Regions from separate parts of the Mus musculus genome. Here regions 1 and 2 are each linked to region 3. The links are chromatin contacts, called in public Hi-C maps. All regions are on one chromosome and are shown on one strand. Each heading gives the region's core, a stretch centred on a gene start, on an enhancer-like site or on the middle of the called end of the contact. The rest is flanking DNA. Distances are from core to core; before and after follow the strand shown. Region 1 has its middle 55 kb from the start of Fam122b. Region 2 has its middle 34 kb from the start of Fam122b. Region 3 overlaps Gm35988 (a long non-coding RNA gene).

The links. A called contact is a pair of places that touch in the nucleus more often than the background predicts.
Region 1: a Hi-C map of embryonic fibroblasts shows a contact between it and region 3, with 1.8 times the contacts expected there. The contact joins two enhancer-like sites. A contact is called at or near these places in 7 of 484 Hi-C or Micro-C datasets (the 3T3-L1 cell line, 3T3-L1-derived adipocytes, the Ba/F3 cell line and 3 more), 1 of 115 datasets of contacts at active chromatin or transcription factors (embryonic stem cells) and 1 of 9 other capture datasets (adipose tissue).
Region 2: a Hi-C map of Sertoli cells shows a contact between it and region 3, with 2.7 times the contacts expected there. The contact joins two enhancer-like sites. A contact is called at or near these places in 14 of 39 promoter capture datasets (the 3T3-L1 cell line, the C10 cell line, the HPC-7 cell line and 7 more), 5 of 484 Hi-C or Micro-C datasets (Sertoli cells, embryonic fibroblasts, liver and 2 more) and 1 of 9 other capture datasets (liver).

What each region holds. Positions count from the first base shown.
Region 1 is chrX:53,213,155-53,216,022 of GRCm38.p6, reverse strand. It overlaps a transcript of Plac1 not described here. Among named protein-coding and RNA genes, the nearest start is that of Fam122b, 55 kb to the left of the region's middle. Within about 2 kb of position 1,357, at least 13 of the 459 cell types and tissues checked have an H3K27ac peak or open chromatin away from gene starts, as enhancers often do.
Region 2 is chrX:53,233,861-53,236,751 of GRCm38.p6, reverse strand. It overlaps a transcript of Plac1 not described here. Among named protein-coding and RNA genes, the nearest start is that of Fam122b, 34 kb to the left of the region's middle. Within about 2 kb of position 1,306, at least 9 of the 459 cell types and tissues checked have an H3K27ac peak or open chromatin away from gene starts, as enhancers often do.
Region 3 is chrX:53,135,862-53,138,733 of GRCm38.p6, reverse strand. All of the region lies in intron 1 of Gm35988 (a long non-coding RNA gene), which reads right to left. It also overlaps a transcript of Plac1 not described here. Among named protein-coding and RNA genes, the nearest start is that of Plac1, 23 kb to the right of the region's middle. Within about 2 kb of position 1,398, at least 4 of the 459 cell types and tissues checked have an H3K27ac peak or open chromatin away from gene starts, as enhancers often do.

The DNA.
Region 1 (2,868 bases), core at 108-2,607, 77 kb before region 3:
GGGATTGGGGTAGAACTTTCCCAGAGAATGTTTGGGCCTCTGCTCCAGGAGCTGTCTGGTCACTGCACAATTTGGCCTTCCACAGTGGGTGGAGAAGGGAGCAGATGCTCCCTTGGTACCTGGGCCCAGAGGGGCTGGAAACCTAAGACTTTCCCACTTGATTCCAGGCAAGGGAAGCTATCTCATTCTGGGAACGAGCTTGTTTGAACTCTGTGAACAGTACCTGTCTGTAAGAAATCTGGGATTGGAGCAGAACATTTGTGGGAAGGCAATCATGGAGGGTTGTATGCTTTGGGTGTTGTTTCCAAGGGGACCGCTGAAGTGTCTCACACAGTCCAGTCTGTGCACTGGAGAAGAGCGTCTTCCTGAGGTCTGCTCCAGCTGAGGGATCCCAGGCATTGCCCATTCGCAGCAATAACTGAACTTTCTCCTTCATTTTCAGTCTTCCTTTCTTTCTCCCACTCTGTGCTTTCTCCTTTATCACAGCACTCTCCTTATATGTTTATTTCTTCCCTCAAAGATGTGGCCAAAGAGCTCTGGTGGCTCTCAGGGGTTTCAAAGGAGGTCAGGTTCATTGGCCTGGTGATCAACAGAAGTTGTGAGAAAACAGTAAGTCTCCAAAGGGTCTTATTTCCCCTTCTGATCATGTCAGCTTCACCATCTTCTACTCACCTCTTTTCACCCAGGTTTGTTTGTAAGTTAAGTTCCTTCAGAGCCTAATTAACTCCCATTTGGTTTGAAATGAAATCAAAAAAGGGCCAGAATGAAAACTTGGCTGCTTGTTCCCCCTCCCCCATCTCCTCTTGATTTTGCATCCACCCAAGTGGCTTCCTACATACTTTGGAATGTACAGAGCTTCTGCATCTCTTCCTCCACATCCCCCTTTACAACGTCAAGGGGAAATATAAAGCAGCACACCATTGTAGTTGGGAATCAGCAGTGCTCCCAATCATCTTTCAGGCACATTCATGCATTTCCTGGCTCCTCCACTGGCCCCGGTCCAGAATGCCAGCAAGCTAATCACAAGGAAACTGTGCGTGCATAAATATCATGAGTGAACCTGCAGGTGACTTGCCTCAGAATGAGCCTGCAGCACCCCCCAAACCCTAAGCAGCCATCCAGTATTGGCCAATGTAACCACACTAGTTAACACCCCAGATTGGGTTGGAATTATGAATGGAAGGGAGATCCCCATGCAAAAGAGCAGCTGTCCCTTTGGTTAATTATTGGGATCCACAAATCCACCCCCATTGCCAGGGCTTCAGTGTCGAGATGATGAAATAGGTGATTAAGGGACTTGGAGGCCAGTCCACACTGGAGCTTTGTCTGCAGTATTCCAACGACAAGTGTTATTAGTCCACTAATCATAACATTGCCTGCAGTGGAATTTCCTTGGGAAGGAATGGGGCAGCGCCTCTATGCCAGAGGGCTGCACAGCATGAAAATACTAACACATCACAATCGGCTGTTCTATGAGGAGATTCCAGCATCCAATTCAGGAAATAGGTCACCAGGCTGCAAGATGCGCTGCTATTTTGATTTACTTCCTAAGACTCCTGTAGTTTTTATATACTTCCCTCTGGGGAGAATCAGACTCCTTTGAGTCGCTGGCTTCTGAAGTGCCATCCAGGTGGAACATGCAGGCCATCTGTGAAGACAGAGGCATGAGTTTTCTGTGGTCAGTCTTGTAGAGTCCAGTGACTTCTAGGAATGATGGCTCTCAAGGCACTCTTCCACTTGGTGCCTTTCCATGGGGTCTTCCACAGGTCTAGAGGGTCATGGTTTCTTAGGAGCCTGCAGCTGTGCCTGCCAGATGACAAATGTTTAGTGAGATGATGAAGAGGTACAAATGGGTTGAAGGGTGCCAGAACCTTCTCATAATGAGCATAGCAAATCCTCAGTCACCAAGGATCTTGAGAGGACAAGATGTTCTCATTTTGGAGTCTTGTGCTGCCAGGACCGTTAGTACCAGCTGTTGGAGGCAGACACACCCCTGCTGGTGGCTCTGGAGCCCAACCAAGCTTTCCTTTTCTTCTATATTTCTAGGCGCTTGGGCCTTAAGCAATAGGAATCTGCCCCTCTCCCCACAGGCTTTGTCACCAAGCAGCTGTCTTTCTTTCCTGGATCAGTCTAGAGTTCCCCCTAATTTTTCCTAAACCCAAACAGTTGGTTGTTGCCTTGCAGTGTCGGCAAAGGACATTTGTGAGCCTGCTAGGATATATAGATTTCATTTGATACTACATAGCCATACTCAAAAAAAAAAAAAAAACGGACAGATGATCTGGCATTTCAAATGACTACCTATCCTTTCTTTGCCTTTAACCACTCCACTTCTGGATGCTCCAGGACATGTACCATTTTTTTTCTTGAACAGACAGTTTTATTGGGGTATAGTTTCTGTGTTTCAGCTGGCCCACTCAGAGCCACCATGCCAACTTGATCACCTAGGAGCTAAGGCGACAAAGTGCTACAGCAAGATTTGAAGAAGTCACTGGGTAGATGAGCCCTGGGGGCTTCCATGATCTTTGTTTCTGAGACCCCAGTCTCTCTCTCTCTCTCTCTCTCTCTGTGTGTGTGTGTGTGTGTGTGTGTGTGTGTGTGTGTGTGTGTCTGTGTGTGTGTGTGTATGTCTGTGTGTGTGTGTATGTCTTCCTCTCATCTCCCTCAATTAGTAAGGACATATATAGGCGAATAAGAAAGAGGAATCTCTGTGTTTTAAACTTCGGAAGAGTTTCACTGTTTTTTTTTTTCAGACGTTGAACTAGTCTGTTGCCAGCTATGTTGGTCTATGTCTGGATTCCCAGTTTAGGAGGCAGAATCAGAAAGATCACTCCACATTCAAGGCCAGTCTGTTCTCCTGGTGAGATT
Region 2 (2,891 bases), core at 57-2,556, 98 kb before region 3:
ACAATTGTTTGTTTTCCACGGTGCTCTGTGTGTAAGCTGGATGGTTCTTTTGTTCAGGGCCCAGCTCGACTGACGTTAACTTATCAGTTAAGTCACTTAGAGACCAGTTGCTCTGTCCTGGTTCCAGCCAGTATTATCAGGCTCCTCTGTCTGTTACCTTCAGCCATCTAGTGGAAAGGAGTTATTGTGATGCCAGGAGGCAATCCGAGATCTGGCTTCGTCTTTTATGACACTTACACTCGCTCTTTTCTTTTTCTCTGCCCTCTGTGTGTGTGTGTGGGCGGGGTAGGTTTAGACAGGACATTGTGTAGCCCCAATTGTCCTCAAACTATGTAGCTAAAGCTGGCCTTGAACTCCCGATCCATTTATCTTCACTTCCCAAGTGCTTACATTACAGGATTGTGCTACCAGGCCTGGCTCCTCCATCCCTGATTTATTTTTATTTGTTTTGAAGATATAGGTTTGCTTTGTAGCCTAGACTGGTCCTCAAATTTTAAAATACACACACACACACACACACACACGCACACGCACACGCACACGCGCACACTCAGAGAGAGAAAGAGACAGAGAGAGAGAGAGAGACAGAGAGACAGAGATTTTTTACATTGTAGCCCTAGCTGATTTAGATTTCACTATATAGACCATGCTGGTCTTGACTCTGTTTCGGGTGATCCTTCGGCTTCAACCCCATAAGTACCTGGGATTACAGGTATTAATTTATGTTTATTTGCTTGTTTTTCTTTTGCCTTGTTATTGTTTTGTTGTTTTGAAGCCTTCAACCCCAAATAGCCAGAGACAGACCTGAACTCCTTGCTTAGAATGCTGCTATCTGTTTCATGTCTGTGAGCGTAATGATCGAGGCTGTCTTGTTCAGGTTGCTATCCTTTACTCTATGTATAATGTTAATACTCTACTAGCATTTATTAAATTAATAAATGATAGAATGACTTGGTCCTCATACTCACTAACACAGCTCACCACATGCTAGTTGAAAGAAAAAGAGTGAACAACATGGGGGTGAGGCATGAGATCTAAATGCATATTTTCTCCAGCTCTCCCCACTTTCAGTTCTTGCTCTTTCCGTGCCAGTATCTCCTTTCTATCTTTTCTCCCAAATTTATGTTTCCATTTGTTAAATAAAACCTTCAGCAGTGCCGATGTGCATAAACCATGTGCCGTCATCAAAAGTAAGAAAGCTTGGAAATTCTCAAGTGAAATCAGACACTAGCATATAAAGTGCTTTGAAATGCCCTGCTTTCTTATCTTTCTGTAATGGTGTCCTCATGGAGCAAAACTAGAACACTGAGAACTAACCAGGGCTAAAAATCATTCCAACATATGTTTCCTCTTACTGCCGCAACTGCTTCCACCCTCTCACGGCAGACATACAGTATCTAGACTTTCGCTAATTAACTTGCAACTCTAACTGCTAGAACTCCATTTCTTTAAGAAAAAACATTCTGGGCACCAAAAAAAAAAAATATCAATAAATGTTTGCAATGGAACACGTTGCAAAATTTGGCAACTGTCTATTTATGAGCGCCTGTTGATGGAATGTATTAATGAGCCCTCAAGCTAGCAATTACCCTCGTGGTTTTGTTTTGGGTTTTTTTTTTTCATTTCCTCCTTCTCTCTCCCTCCTTTTCTTTTTCTTTCTTTTTAAAATCTTTTTTTTTTTTGAGACAAGGTCTTACTGTATCACCCTGGCTGGCCTGGAATTCACTTTTGTAGATCAGGCTGGCCTCAAACTCACAGATAACTGTGTCATTTAAGTGTTAGGATTAAAGGTGTGGACTCCCATGCTCACCCTTTAGAATTTTTTTAACTTGGTTTGTTATTTTTATACAGCCTTCGATAGCCTTATACTCACACCCTTCCCGCATCTACCTCCTGACTGCTGGCCTTAAGGGTGTACACAACCACACCCAGTTAACCTTGTTTTTTTGGTTTCTTACCACTAGAAATCCTTGATGCAGTTGTTTTTATAACGTGTTTTCGATGTGTAGAATAAGGCCTTCTTTATATGTTGATTTTTGCCTCAGAAGTTGAATGAGTCACTTGATTTTATAAGCCTGGAAAAACAGGCTTTCTCTAAAATAGTCATTGTAAAAGAAGCCCCTTGCTAACAGATCCTATTGTTGCTAACACAGTAATTATAAATTATAATTATAAATTGACCCAATAAAACATTACTTTGTCCTTTTTGCCAGCTTAAAAGGCATTACAGAACAACTGAATGCTTAGGCAGAATGGAGCAGCTTGACTTTTGCCACAGTTCTGTTTTCTTCCTATTTTTATAGATGGTTTAGAGTTTTGATGAAATATATAAAGAAGCATGCTGATTAGCAGAGATTTATTACAGTAAATTGTGGGGTGTGTGTGTGTGTGTGTGTGTGTGTGTGTGTGTAAACTCTTTGATAGATGTGAACTTAGGATAACTACGAACTTGAGTTTAGATTTTGGGGAGTAATCTTTCTATAAGGTACTGAGAAAGTACTGGGTGCCACTTGGAGACTGTGTGAAAAGGGGGGAAATGTGTACAGTGAAAATAAAAATTGCTGGACTTATACCAGGTGGAAACCGCTCTGTCTGTGGCCTTTGCTGCAAAATCAAGCATATTTTCTATATGCTGCATTAATTTGTTGTATGAAAGCACTTCAGTACTGAGAATATGTTTGAAAGGAACTCATTGCCATCCAGGATATTGAAGTTTTATGGGTTAGCACCCTACTGTGATGAGCTAAAAGGCCCGAGTGAGGATCCAGAGTCTCGAATCCAGTCCTGGAAAGCCCTGTTTCAATTACCTGCAGATGTCAGTGTGGGTCTGAGTGTGATTCAACAGCATGTTCCAGGATGTGGTCAGACGGTTGAAGCCCAGTTGTGAACCA
Region 3 (2,872 bases), core at 149-2,648:
TATTAAAAATAAAAACAAATCTGTATGTTACTAAGATGAATATGCTTATTTATTTGTACCCAAAGACTAAAATGTTAGCTGAATATTTGATACTGCAGGATAGAGAGCATCTTCAACAACCAGAATACTGCTACATATAATACACAAGAGGCTCCACTATGAACCAAGGCATTTTGAAGGAGCATCAGTTGCCATTGCACAGTGTGGCAGTATGAGGGGCACATGCTGTGTGTGTTCAGCACCAAGGCTGCAGTTATGTAGCACAATGTAAGACAGGCAAGCACTGCTAGAAACATGTAGGATTCATTATGGGTTTGGTTTTGACTTAATTTTGGTTGTCGTTCTCTTGGAAATTTTTACCTTTGCAAGATTTTTCCCATCTTCTCCCTTTAGCTGCAGGACTTCATTGGACATGGTTTCAGGAATGATGTCTTAAGTCAGCCATATCTTGTCAGCATCTCATTCTTCCTTTTATTCCTTTGCCCCGTTTTAATTACTCAAGAGTCTTAATCCCATTAATTCCACTTTTACCTTAAAACCATAACACTGAACACTCACACCCAATTTCATACTATACTTTAGAAAAAAAATCTAAGTTTTGGTGGATTGCTAAAATTGCCCCCAAAGAGAGACACCTGATGGTTCTCTCTCTCTCTCTCTCTCTCTCTCTCTCTCTCTCTCTCTCTCTCTCCCTCCCTCCCTCCCTCTCTCTCTCTCTCTCTCCCCTTTACACAACACATTTGTTTTTCTTGAATAAAAATGAAAAGCTACTTCTAGGAGACGTTTGCTTACTCTTCCCCCTGAATGCAAGCTTTTCAGCCATGGACAGACATGGTAGGAGGCCACAAGGGTGTGGATATGACACAATCCTTTTCTAAAGGCAAACTCACCCTCTTGAGCCTGCCAGAGAAATTATTTTTCCAGGAAAACTAAACAGTAAGCACATACTTGGATGTTCCTTTCAAGCCCTTTCTATCCCATTAAGGCCAGGCAAGAGCCCAAATGATTTGCTTCACTGCCTATCATAACGGGGCGTATGGGACAGAACCAGCAGGGAACTAGTCTCATCTCCCCCTGCAGTGTGAACTAATAGAGCAAAGTTCAGAGGCACAGGCTTGCCCTGAAACTGTAGTCTGGGAAGCTGAGGCTGAGGCCACCCAGGACTCCTCCAGACACATACACACGAGTTCTCGTTCTCTCTCTCTCTCTCTCTCTCTCTCTCTCTCTCTCTCTCTCTCTCTCTCTCTGTCTCTCTCTCTCTCTCTGTCTCTCTCTCTCTCTCTCTCTCTCTCTCTCTCCTCAGTTCAAGGCGGCAGCTCACCAGGAGAGTATCTGGAACCAAAAGTGGATCAGTAGAACACAGTACATGGGAGCTGGTGGCCCAGGAGGCCACAGGATGGATACAATGATGATTGTGCTGGCCAGCCACCAAGTCTGCTGAGTACAATGTGTTTAAATGCAGATGAGCTAGCCAGTGGCCCAGAAGCTGATCTTTCCTGCCTGGCAATCTACTTTGCAGGCCTAGGTGTAGTGTAACTTTGCTCACTAGGTTCTGGGCAGACTCCAGATACGACCAACAACATCTTGACCCTATTTTGCTGAGGGTTGTGGCTCACTATCTGAAGGCTTCAACTGTAAGGAGGTATGTGTGCATGCCCAACACATAAAGCAGACCCAAAGACAAACTCTGTCTAGTCTGTGCCAAGTTAGACAATAAATCTTGCTCAATTCCCTGGTTCAAATACCTTTGGCTACCTCTGCAAGCTTAGTCTATTCTTGATCCAAGGCTCTTTGGCTAAGATCCCTGCACAGTCGGCACTCTTTCCTCTTCTCCATCCAGAGTGAGCTCACTCTCCCTCGGCTACCCTCAAAGTCCTTCTTCTTCACAATTGGAATCCTGTGAACCAAAACCTGAATCCCCTCACCAAAAACAAAAAAAAAAACAAAAAACAAAAAAACAAAAAAACAAAAAAACAAAAAACAAACAAACAAACAAACAAAAAACTCTCTTTTCTGACTCTTAACTTTCTTTGAGCCTGGACTCCTAAATTCTCTCAAACATTCTAGCACTTGAAATATGGGGCATTTAAATGCTCTCCAAGAAGGCCATTTCATATCTGTTGGGTAGCATCCACTGGCAGATCCCCCATGGAAGACAGCAAGTGCTAGTGTGAGCATTCCCCATAGTACTTACTTTTGATTGGGAGGGTTGTTGACATTTAAATCTAAGTTACCAACAAAAATACAGTCTCTTTAATGAACTAAAAGAAAGAAAAATCAGCTTATCTTTTACAAGTCCCTCAGAGTATCGTGGATTGGTTAGGGTAAGTATAACTTTAGAAAGAAAATGAGAAGTCGTAGATAAATTTTGATACAGTGTCCAAAGTCTCATAATAAAATGTATTTTCCCAAGAATTGCTGGAAAGAAAGGCTAACGGCCACTGCAAAATGGCAAATCCAAGAGTCACAAAAGAGCCTCGTCTTTCACCTGTCCAAGTAAGGCCTTCACATTGCCCATGAGCTCCTGTTGGTCCATTTGGGGCCAAGACTCCAATGTGCTTCTCATTGCTACTTTCTAAAGTGGGCTCCTGCCCATTACCTCACTTGCCTCTCGCCCTGACCCTATGAGGTAGGTAGGATGACTATTAGCTTGCCTTTGGCTCTGTTCTGAGAGAGTCCCAGGAGGCCAATTTTGTACAATTGTAAGTTGACAGATTTGGCTTCATTTGAACATGCTAACAAAACTCAGCCTGATCCAATCCTTATGTAAAGGGAAGATTCGTCATGCAACATTGACCTAAGCTAGGCAGAGAAAAGCCTGATCATAAGGGAATGATTGGGGAAGGGAGGCATCTTGGAAAATTTGCTAATT